Regions from separate parts of the Mus musculus genome. Here all the other regions are linked to region 4. The links are chromatin contacts, called in public HiChIP or PLAC-seq, capture Hi-C and promoter capture Hi-C maps. All regions are on one chromosome and are shown on one strand. Each heading gives the region's core, a stretch centred on a gene start, on an enhancer-like site or on the middle of the called end of the contact. The rest is flanking DNA. Distances are from core to core; before and after follow the strand shown.

Region 1 (2,700 bases), core at 65-2,564, 380 kb after region 4:
AGATAAGTGATGTTATTCTGATGTTAGACCTTCTTATCAAAAGCAATGGCAAGGTTGCAGAGTGAGAGAGAACTCCAGTAAGAAAGGACCAACTGATGACCACCATACTTGAAAGGCTAACCTGAGTTACAGTCAAGTTTGGATGACGTCAGCCAACACTAGTCATTTGAAGAAACCAATACATTTTCTATAACCAATGTTCCCCTGTCCCAACTCCCAAAAGTGTTGAACCAGAGCTGCTTCTGCCTGACTTTAGTTCGGATGCTGCCAGCTCCTGGCTGGACGCTGGAGTGTTGTTCAATCTCTCGGGTTCTGACATTTCCACAGGTTGGGATCTCCTAAACTGGCCCATCACTCAGGCACCCAGTAGGGACACTCCTGGCACACAGCAGGGAACGGAAACCAACAGGGCTTTACAAGAGGAACTACAGCATTGGCCTTTGTCTCACAGAACCTAGGCCTACTGTGACATGACAGCAAGGAAGGCAGGGACCTAAGCTTGTACACATGCAGTTTTTACATTGTGGCAATCTCATTTAGGCCAGTTACGATGAGGCTCCCTTGCCTGCCCGATGCTGAAGGGGTCTGCAACCATTAACACCCCGGATGTCGCTGACTCAAGCTAGACAGTACAGCCTGCACGGAGTGAGCCCATTTCTGCACGTTTGACTGTTTAAGGGAATTCAAGCATGGGTGATCCTCGTGGACAATCTAACAGGCCTTAAAGATACAAAAGGCCTCCGGTGCACAGAGTCTCCTCCCGAGACTTCAAGCAAACAGTCATTTCTAGACAGGTCTCGTGCTGGTTGGTACAGACTTCCACTTGTCATGTCGTGGACTTGTCGGGTTTTATGTCTGAGACCGTCAGGCCTCTGAGGCCTGGCCTGAGAAGTGTGGATTCGGGACCCGCGCTCCTGCCTTTCCGACTCGGAGGCTGGGACCGAGTTTCCCGCCCCACTGCCCGACCAGAGGTTGGTGACAGTTGAAGTAAGCTGGGACCGGTCCCAGCAGGTTGGAACCGGTCTGGGCCGAGCCGGAGGAAGGGGGGGGGGGACAGCCTCGCGCTCTCCCTGCGCGCGTGACTCACGCTGGCCGCTGACGTCAGGCGTGCGCGCGCGGCGGGGGGGGCTCTACGTACGTGTAGTGCTGCGGTTTCTCGGGCTGTGCCTGCAGCACCTGAGCGGTAGCGGCCGGGGGCGCCGAGGAAGCTGCCGAGCCGCCGGGCCCGGGGCCCTTCGACATGGTCCTGTCTTCCTGCCTCTTCGCCGCTCCCCTTTTATTATTCAGTCTGCGCGGTCCGCGCCGAAGACCCACAGCGCCTGCGCCGCGCCACGAGAACGTGAAGACCCCCCGCACAGCAGCAAAGGTTGCTGGGAGTTGTGGTCCTCCTTTCCGGTGAAATTTTACCGTTGGCACAGTGTCGCTGCTAAAGTGCAAGACCACAATACCCAGAGATCTTTGCGGACGGTGTCCCGGATGCTGAGGATCCGCAATGCCTTGTGGTAATTGTAGTCTAGTCACTCTTAACTATTACCTGAGCATTGTCAGTGTGGTCGGAGGTGAACTCTACCTTTAAACTGGATCCTCCGGAGAGCAAGGAACCAGTTAGGGAGGCCTGAAACAACTCCACGGAGAATGTTCCAAATGCAGTGCAGTAATTGCCTTGCCTCCCTACCAGTACAGTTGGCGCACCGTTTCTAAAGTCAGTCTAGAGCATTGCCTCGGAGCCAGCAAGCTAGTCAGCCAATATTTTCATAATATAGTAACCTGTAAATCACCAGAGAAAGTATGCAGGCTAGCAGACAGTTTGAAGAAGCTTTTTATTGTTGTTGCTTTGTTTTGTTTTTAAAAATTACAATACACCATATTGTTCCTGGGCATCATTAACATTTATCAACCCTGAAACCTGGAACCCCTCCACTTGGGCTCCTTCTGAACTCAGTGGTTGGCCCAAATACCTTGTTTCCAGTAGGTTAAGGTCCAAGGGAGAACCTAATCTCTATCTAGAGTAGTCTCTTAGGCACTTTGGTAAATTGTTGAGAAGTATAGTGATAGACTACATGAGAAGGGCCAGGGGCTGAGGAAAAAAAAATGTTCTAGTCCATTCTAGTTCCCTTTTCTGGAAAAAAACCTTTCTGTTCCGGGGAAATGCAAGGCAATTGCCTCACATTTAGGAATATGGTTTTATGAAATGACTTTCTACAGGCTGGATATAGGGGTACATCCTGAGGGAGGAAAGTCACAAGTTCCAGGCCAAGCTAGGCTATGTACTAAAACCCTATCTCAAAAACCAACACGGTGGCATGTATCTCGGTCCCAGCACTCAGGAAGCAACGGAAGGTGGATCTCTGAATTCAAAGCCTGGTGGCATCCGTTGGTAGTTCTAGGTCAGCCAGAGCTGTCAGTCTGTCTAAAAACCCGAACAAGAACAACCAAACAACAACAGGTTGGAGATGAGTAGGGGTAAAGGTGCTTGCTTCCCTAGGCTGCAAACCCAAGTGGGATCTCTGGGACTGATGTACAGGTGGTAGGAGAGAACCCACTCCACGAATAATAATAAAATAATAAAAATGTCCATCATAGATATGTAATACTTCCCATTTGACCTTGTTTTCTATGTTCAATCTATATCAAATTCTTTTTTATTTTTGGTTTGTGAGTACATGTTTGTGGTTTTGAGGCAGGATCTTACTTATGTAG
Region 2 (2,700 bases), core at 125-2,624, 420 kb before region 4:
GCATGGCCTGTAGGGGTCAGAAGCCAGGAGCCTAGAGACAAAGCCTTTTTTGTATAGTTGAGTTTTTCTCATCAACTACCACTAAGAGGAGACACATCCCCCCTTAAGCCCAGAGGCTGTGGTTATAGGATTGGGCCCTTCCCGCTGCTGACAGGGGATCCTCCTGTCATGGCTGGAGCTCACAAGTGAGATGGTGCTGTTTCTTCCCAGTAAGATAGTCACTCTCCCTGGTAGGATGTGGCTCCTACCGTGGTAGAGCACTTACCATTGTATGTGTAAGTATGTTGGTAGGCTTAGGATTCCTTCCCCTCTGCCACATGTCAAGAACAAAACAACTCTGGTCTAGCATCTAGCCAAAGCTGGAGCCCCGTTTTGTTGTGTGAGCTGAGACTGCTCAGGTTGGTCTACTGGGCTTTCTAAATAGCTGGGAAGCCCAACCCCTTTCTGTTCTTTTGAGACAGGGTCTCATGTAGCTCAGGCTGAAACGGGACTCACTATGTAACCCTGACAGGCTTTGAATGAATTCTACCTCCACCTCCTGAATGCTGGGGTTACAGGCACCTGTTAAGCCCAGTTGCTTTCTGTTGTTCTTTGTTTCTGACAAACTTTGCCCTGTATTTATTCAAAGTAACTAAAAGGCGGATGGGGTGTGCTAGGGAGGTAGACAGTTGCTACAGTGTGTTTTACACTTTAACCAATAGAGAGAGCAGTGGGAAAGATACAGAAAAACAAAACCAGCCTTCTTAACACCATCTTCACAGCTGTGAGCTCCAGCCAGCAGCAGGAAGAGCCCAATCCTATCCCCACAGCCTCTGGGCTGGAGGGGATGTGTCTCTTCTCAGTGGTGGTTAACGGAAACTTGTGAATGCTGCAACTGCGGGCCATGCTGCCAACCTCTCATCTCTTTCCGCCATGTCTCATAGGCAGTCTAGACAGCCTGGGGCTTGCTTGTGTAAAGCAGGCTGTATTTGAACGCACATAGACCCATCCGTCTCTGCCTCTGGAGTTCTGGGATTTGTTATCAAAGGCAAGAGCCACCATGTCCCTAGTAGAAACTTAAGAGTTCTTTGGAAGGGCTGGTGAGATGGCTCAGCGGTTAAGAGCGCTTCCATAGGTCCTGAGTTCCAATCCCAGCAACCACATGGTGGCTCACAACCATCCGTAACGAAATCTGATGCTCTCTTCTGTTTGCACTACCATCTCTAAATGAACTTCTGTAGGGCAGAAATGCACTGAAGCCTGAGCTGAGATGGTGCCCCAGAGCGAGCTTTTCAGCGCCTCCCAAGGTCCGAACTCCGAATCACTCCAGGGCGCGAGGGGCGTGGGCTTGACGAAACTCCGCCCCTGGGCGTGGCCTGGCGGCGGGGCGCGGCGGGTTCCCTCGGGGTCCGGGCTGGCGGCCACTCGGCGGCCACGGCGCGATGGAGTCGCCGGTCGAGCTGCTGGCCGCGCTACCCGCGCTGGTCACGGCGCTGGCGCTGCTGCTCGCCTGGCTGCTGCTGCGGCGTGGGGCGGCCCGGGTCCCGGCCCCGGAGAGCACCGCCTCGGACGAGGCCCCCGGGGCTCCTGCGCCGCCTGAACCTCCAGAGTCTTGCGCCCCGGAGCCTGCACCGGAGGGACCGAGCCAGTCCGAGCGCGTGGCGGAGCCGGAGGAGTCCGAGGCGGAGGAGCCAGCGGCCGAGGGGAGGCAGGTACGCTCCGAGATCGCCGTGGGGTCCCCGGGAGGGCGCCTACGAGCCTGCTGGCTGGACCTGCCCAGGAAGGGCCGAGCTAGTGGCCGGCAGGAAAGGAGGGTTCCTGGGGCTGGGACGCTCCATCCTCCCCCAAAGTGCCTCCAAGTGCCTTGCTTTGGAGCTGTCCTCCCTTCCTCCCCGTCCTGGCCGTCCCGGGCCTTTCAAGGCCCTTGACACTCTGCCCTGCAGCACCCTCCTCTTGCCTGGCTTCTGCCCACCCTTGCCTAAATCCACAAACACGTGTCCTACTTCAAGGTCTGAATTAAAGTGAGCTCTCTCTTGACAACACAGTACTTTGGGGTGGGATGTGCAAGAAGAGAAGTTGCCTGTCTTTTAGGTCAACTCGAATCCAGATTCCAGAGTCAGTGTGGGCGTTTTGTGAGGCTGGAAGGACGGGACTGAGGAAGGCACTTACTGGGACCATGGTATTGTAGCTTTCAAACTGCTTGTAGGCGTTGACACCTCCTCACCCCCCCACCCCCTGCGTTGGGATGAGCCCAGCTTATATGAAACAAAAGGTGCAAGAGGAGGCCCTGACCATCGCAGTTGATACCCCCAAACTACCTTGCCCACCTCCTAGGAGCTATCAGCTGACCAGTCTTCAGGGTACCCCTCACGCGTTCAGTCTCTGAGATGCATCTTTGCAGATTGGATCCGTGCTTGCCCGGGATACTGGGATGTCACAGTGCCAGGCCAGGCCACATGCTCTGGTCTCTGGTCAGATTTCAATACTTTGTTCTTGGGTGGCAGGATGGTTAGGAAGCCGTGGGCTAGCATAGTGGAAGCTGTGGGCAAGCCGTGGGCTAGCCGCCGTGGGCAAGCTGTTGGCTCTCTGCAGCCGCCTCCTTCCCTTGCTGGATACAATGGTTTACCCTGGAGTGAAGCTCTTGGGACAGGAGAGGCGGCAATGAGACTGGGCTCAGGCCTTTCTCTGCTGAGTCTGCCAGACTCCCTACTAGCAGGCTCT
Region 3 (2,700 bases), core at 108-2,607, 300 kb after region 4:
AGCCTACAGGAATTATTTGGGATTCTGCTGATAGTTACAGGTAACTATCACATGGGCACATGGATGCTTATTTTTTTATCGAGGGTTGTAACAACACTATTCCACCCACTTTGTTTATTCGTTTGGTTTTGGACACCATGCTCAGCCTTTAACCAGGGGCTAGAATCTAACTCAGGCCCTTACACTTTACCAACTGTGGGCTCCACTCTATAATAATAATAATAATAACAATAATAAGGGCCTGGAGAGATGGCTCAACGGTTAGGAGCACTGACCACATGGTAGCTCACAACCATCTGTAATGGGATCCAGCGCCCTCTTCTGGTGTGTCTGAAGACAGCAACAGTGTGCGCATATAAAATAACTACTAAAATAATTTTGACAATTTGATTCTACATAGTTTAAAGCTTAACATTATTGCATTATTACAATGTCAGTTTACCCGACATGGTGGCCTGCACCTGGAATCTCAATACTGGAGAAGTGGAGGCATGGGAATCAAGGCCAACATAAGCTCTGGGCTAACCAAGGCTATGTAAGAAAGACCTATCCCAGAAACAACACGAAGAAGCCATAAGCCTGTGATCCCAGCACTCAGGAGGCTGAGGCAGGAGGATGAAGAGTTCTAGGTCACTCTGGGCTACATACAGAGACTAAATCTCAAGCACAAGTCCTTGCAACTAGACGCACTGTTCTAAATGCATAGTTGGGCAGGCCTTAACCAGTGTCTCCTTTTGGGGAACTACAGGCACCCGCGAGTATCCATGAACGGAAGTAAATTCCTCAGACAAGGGATTTGTCAAGTGATGTCAGCTTCCCATTTCAGATCTAGACAAGGCTAAGTTCCCCAGCGCGGGTAAACACAGTCGCTAAGAGGTCAAAACAGACACATACCAGCAGTAAGTTTTTCTGTATGTCAGCAACTCAGGGAACTTGGCTAACTGTACCTGGGAGGGGTCTGGAGGGAAAGGCGCTGGCTACATGGCTGTGCACGCCCACCATGGCACCTGGCTGACCAGGATAGAGGATGGAGGATCGAATGTCCTCTCAGCCTCCTCCCCATGAATCCCCTCACATTCTCGCTCCGGGTCCTCTCCTTTTCACAATCCTCTGGCAGTCCCACCGCCTCCGCCCACGCTGGGTAGAAGTCTCAAGAGGGTCGTGCTCCCCTGGAGGGCTGGCCGGCCTCGCGGCGTCTGCTGACCGGTGGGTGCGGCGGTGGCGAGCCGCGCTGGGGCGAGCAGAGCTGCGGAGGGGTAGGAGGGGGCCGGACCCTTGGCCAGGGTCCCAAGGGGCGGTGCCGGGCGCGAACCGTCCCAGGTCCCTCCCAGGCGGGAGCAGCACAGGCGGTGCCCGGGTAGCGGCGGAGCCATGGACGGCAGCGGGCCTTTCAGCTGCCCCATCTGCCTGGAACCGCTCCGGGAGCCGGTGACACTACCCTGCGGCCACAACTTCTGCCTCGCTTGCCTGGGCGCTCTCTGGCCGCACCGGAGCGCGGGCGGCACCGGTGGTTCCGGAGGTCCAGCTCGCTGTCCACTTTGTCAGGAGCCTTTCCCCGACGGCCTGCAGCTCCGCAAGAACCACACGCTGTCCGAGTTGCTGCAGCTCCGCCAGGGCTCGGTCCCGGGACCCATGTCCGCCCCGGCTTCAGGATCGACCCGGGGCGCCACGCCCGAGCCCTCCGCGCCCAGCGCACCACCTCCGGCTCCGGAACCATCGGCTCCCTGCGCGCCGGAGCAGTGGCCCGCGGGTGAGGAGCCGGTGCGCTGCGACGCGTGCCCCGAGGGCGCCGCCCTGCCCGCCGCGCTCTCTTGCCTCTCCTGCCTCGCCTCCTTCTGCTCCGCGCATCTGGCCCCCCACGAACGCAGCCCCGCCCTGCGCGGCCACCGCCTGGTGCCCCCGCTGCGCCGACTTGAGGAGAGCCTGTGTCCGCGCCACCTGCGGCCTCTGGAGCGCTACTGTCGCGTGGAGCGTGTGTGCCTTTGCGAGGCCTGTGCCACTCAGGACCATCGCGGCCACGAGCTCGTGCCGCTGGAGCAGGAGCGCGCGCTTCAGGAGGTGGGGCACCTTGAGTCGACACGTGGAGATGGGTGACAGGAGGGACACTAGAGCTATTTAGTCCCTCACTCTTATCCGGGTGTGTCTGTTATATATTTGTTTTATCATTATGGCTGTGCACATGGAGATGAAGGAAGCAACTTTGTGGGGTTGGTTCTCTCCTCCTGCCTTTACATGGGCTTCATCTCTCTGACTCAATAGGCTCTGCCTTAGTTTCCTCCTCTAGCCTGAGAATCTTTGCAACCTCTTCCGGTCTACACTGTCATTTGCTGGGGCTGGTGTGGATGGAAAGAGAGTCGGGAGGGACTAGTAAGATGAAAGAGTGGCAAAAAGCCGAGAGAGAGAGAGAGAGAGAGAGAGAGAGAGAGAGAGAGAGAGAGAGAGAGCGCTTTAGCTAGATTAGTGTAAGTGTAAAGCGAGAGAGGGATCCGCATTAGGCCCTCAGAAGCCGTGGGGGTCAGGAGTCGCTGGGTGCGGGCGGGGCCCCGTAGCTGATGCCCTCTTCAATTCAGATTCGTCCTGAATTGAGTCAGCCACTTTGTATGGGTGTGGCGGGCACCAGGAGAGCGACGGAGTTTGGGCTGGTCACACAGATCTCCTCTGTCCGAATGCTCTGGGGCCGTGGGGAGCATGTGCCCAGTG
Region 4 (2,700 bases), core at 35-2,534:
CCACACAGTTGAAGAGAAAACACTTCTGCAAGTTGTCCTTTGACCTCTAAAATCACCTGGCGATACAGGAGAGGAACCCCCCCCTGCCAACACACAAATAAAATGTTAACATCAACAACAAAACTTAAACCACACCAACCCCTGCAAACCACACACACACACACACACACACACACACACACACACACGGGGGGGGGCGGGGGGGTGAGAGAAGAGAAGAGAAGAGAAGAGAAGAGAAGAGAAGAGAAGAGAAGAGATCAGGAGACAGACAGATCTACAAAACAGTTTTACAAACCTAAAGAAGGGAATCAGTCACCCCAAACTACTGTGTATGTTGTTGAAAGTTGACGTCATGCTGAAACAGTTCGGAACCTTGATCAGTCTCCCCCCAGAGAAACAAAAACAAAACAAAAAAATCCCCAAAACCTCATCATACCCACAAATACATAAATGTCTGTAATTAACTGAGCAATGACGTCTTCTGCCTGCCCACTGTGTGTGTGTGTGTGTGTGTGTGTGTGTGTGTGTGTGTGTGTAGGGAAGTCCTAGATCTGCCCTATCAAATTCCCTTTTTGATTCGAGGACTGTTCACTGATAGGCCACACAAGGCTCTTTCCAGTGTCTCCAGAGAACAGTTCACAAGGGACAGGCTCAGAGTGACTATCTTGAGTTAATGCCTACCAATCCAAACCCTAAAGGCTACCCGAGCTGTCCCAGGAAGGAGGTTACAAACAGCATTTACGGAGGGATGGCCACATCTTAGCTGACCATCCCAACATCCCCTATGCAGTCTTGGTGACATTTGGGATGTGAGGTTGGCAGAGCACTTGGGGTTCAGGCGGTAGGGGCATGAGGGATGTGGATGCTCGCCCCTGGGCTATGACCTCGACAGACGCGGAGGAGGCGGGGCTCTGGCTGCCAGGGCGGGGCGGCTCGCTGTGGGATTCAGGGACAAAGACGCGCGAGCTCGAGGCAGGCCTCCCCGGTGCCACGGGGGAGGCGCACCCGGAGCAATAATCCCACCGGGACACCGCTCGGGTGCGGCGGGGACCATGCTTCTTCCACCCGCCGTGGCCGAGCAGCTCCGGGAGACTCAGACCCTTGCCCGTCGCTGCCGCCGAGCCCCAGGCCGCATCCGCGCCGCAACCTCCGCGCGAAGCACGCGCCGCGGGCGCCCACCGCAGCTCGTTTCCTATTGGCTGGCCGGCCCGCGGGCGCTCCCGCCCCGCCGTCCCATTGGCTGAGGCCGCCGCGGTCCCCCCGCGCGCTAGCCGCCGCTGACATCACGCGGTCTGAGGCGGCGGCGGCGCCCCCGGGCTCAGCCCCGCAGCCCCCTCAGGCAGAGGCGCCGCCGCGGTGCCCGGCGGAGGATGGTGCGCGCCGTGCGGGCCGCTCCCCGCAGCCTCAGCCGCAGCAGCGCCTCAGCCGAGCGGGCCGCGGCGGGCAGCCGACCCCCGCACCGGGCGTGCGGCCGGCCGGCGCGCTGAGGCTCGGACGCCGGAGCCCGGGCGACGCCGCGATCGCAGCGGCCATGGGGGCCCTGACGAGCCGGCAGCACGCGGGCGTGGAGGAGGTGGACATCCCGTCCAATTCCGTGTACCGCTACCCGCCCAAGTCCGGTGAGGGCCGGGCGCGCGCCACGGGCCGGGCGGAGGGGAGGCCGCGCGTCGGATGCTGCGGGCGGGCAACGCGGTGGCCCGGGCGGCCCCGAGTCGGCCGCGGAGCGGGGGAGGTCTTCGGGATGCAGGGCGGGGGGCGCTCCCCATCCCGGGCCTCGGCGACGCCACGCGGAGGACTGCAGGTGCCTGCAGGGTCACCGAGGTCACCGCTCGCGTCCTCCGTGGTAATCTGCTCTGCGACAGGGACGCGCGCCGCCGGGGATGCGGCGTTGCAGCGGCTGCGGGTTGGAGAGGCATCCCTGACAGGCACCTGTGCCAGGTGTTGTCCCCGGGCTGTCGCATCCATGTCCCTTGGGACAGCTAGAAGTGCGTTTCTGCGAGCGTGAGGAGTAGTGCGGGAGGACGAACTTGCTTAAGCAGTTCTTCGCTTTTCTGGAGACTATCAGGGCGGGGATTGGGGGAGAAACTAAGTTAACAGAGATGTGTAGGAATCTGACAAGAGTCACTTGGATTGCCCCTTTCCTAGTTTCTGTCAAGGAGATGGCTGGAGACAGAGCAAAAGTGTTTTCTGTCGTACACTGTCACTTGAAACAGTCAATGCCTCCATCAGCATCAGCATTGCAGGAGAGTTTTGACAGCAGATGAGAAAGTAGTCCACTTGAGTGAGGACTGCTGTTCAAGCTGCTGGCGAGTGACCCAGCTACATGTCCTTTATCATCACCTTTATCTAAAAAAAATTTTTTTTTGCTTGCTGATCTCAAGACCCCCGGGACTCGTGTCTACCACCTTCCCTCTGGCTTGAGGACCTGGTGTGGATTTTGATGCGGGAGTAGTGAGTGAGGTGTCAGAATTGGACAGGGTCCCATTCTCTCTTGGTAGAATAAAGACATGCTAATGAGTCGAGCTGATTTCTCAGCAGTACATCCAGTTTCTGCCAGGTGGAAGCTGGGACCAGACAATGAACCTGCCTCCCTGCGGAGTGAGTGCCAGTAGCTCCCTGTCTTGCTGCTTTTGTGCCAGAGAATGAGTCCTAGCAGAAATGAGTGAGAACCACTTTAGAGAGGTCTGACATTAAGCAGCG

What was found. Promoter capture Hi-C pulls out the DNA fragments that hold promoters and counts their contacts. HiChIP or PLAC-seq counts read pairs in DNA pulled down with a chosen protein or histone mark. Capture Hi-C pulls out chosen DNA fragments and counts their contacts.
Region 1: a contact with region 4 is called in an H3K27ac HiChIP or PLAC-seq map of extraembryonic endoderm stem cells, with 2.4 times the contacts expected there. The contact joins the promoter of Unk here to the promoter of Rnf157 in region 4. A contact is called at or near these places in 4 of 39 promoter capture datasets (the C10 cell line, cranial neural crest and pre-B cells), 1 of 15 datasets of contacts at CTCF or cohesin (the NIH/3T3 cell line), 3 of 484 Hi-C or Micro-C datasets (B cells, cortical neurons and epidermal suprabasal cells), 2 of 115 datasets of contacts at active chromatin or transcription factors (double positive thymocytes and extraembryonic endoderm stem cells) and 1 of 9 other capture datasets (macrophages).
Region 2: a contact with region 4 is called in a promoter capture Hi-C map of liver, with 2.8 times the contacts expected there. The contact joins the promoter of Mxra7 here to the promoter of Rnf157 in region 4. A contact is called at or near these places in 1 of 39 promoter capture datasets (liver), 1 of 115 datasets of contacts at active chromatin or transcription factors (embryonic stem cells) and 1 of 9 other capture datasets (adipose tissue).
Region 3: a capture Hi-C map of embryonic stem cells shows a contact between it and region 4, with 2.4 times the contacts expected there. The contact joins the promoter of Trim47 here to the promoter of Rnf157 in region 4. A contact is called at or near these places in 2 of 39 promoter capture datasets (the HPC-7 cell line and embryonic stem cells), 1 of 484 Hi-C or Micro-C datasets (embryonic stem cells), 4 of 115 datasets of contacts at active chromatin or transcription factors (the HPC-7 cell line, bone marrow-derived macrophages, embryonic stem cells and 1 more) and 2 of 9 other capture datasets (adipose tissue and embryonic stem cells).

What each region holds. Positions count from the first base shown.
Region 1 is chr11:116,028,930-116,031,629 of GRCm38.p6, reverse strand. It overlaps Unk (unkempt family zinc finger), which reads right to left and starts at 1,314. Exons shown (of 16, transcript NM_172569.4): 1 at 1,139-1,314. The coding sequence starts at 1,242.
Region 2 is chr11:116,826,720-116,829,419 of GRCm38.p6, reverse strand. It overlaps Mxra7 (matrix-remodelling associated 7), which reads left to right and starts at 1,374. Exons shown (of 4, transcript NM_026280.3): 1 at 1,374-1,691. The coding sequence starts at 1,422.
Region 3 is chr11:116,108,892-116,111,591 of GRCm38.p6, reverse strand. It overlaps Trim47 (tripartite motif-containing 47), which reads left to right and starts at 1,357. Exons shown (of 6, transcript NM_172570.5): 1 at 1,357-2,058. The coding sequence starts at 1,372.
Region 4 is chr11:116,411,616-116,414,315 of GRCm38.p6, reverse strand. Rnf157 (ring finger protein 157) reads left to right here and starts at 1,284. Exons shown (of 19, transcript NM_027258.1): 1 at 1,284-1,619. The coding sequence starts at 1,532.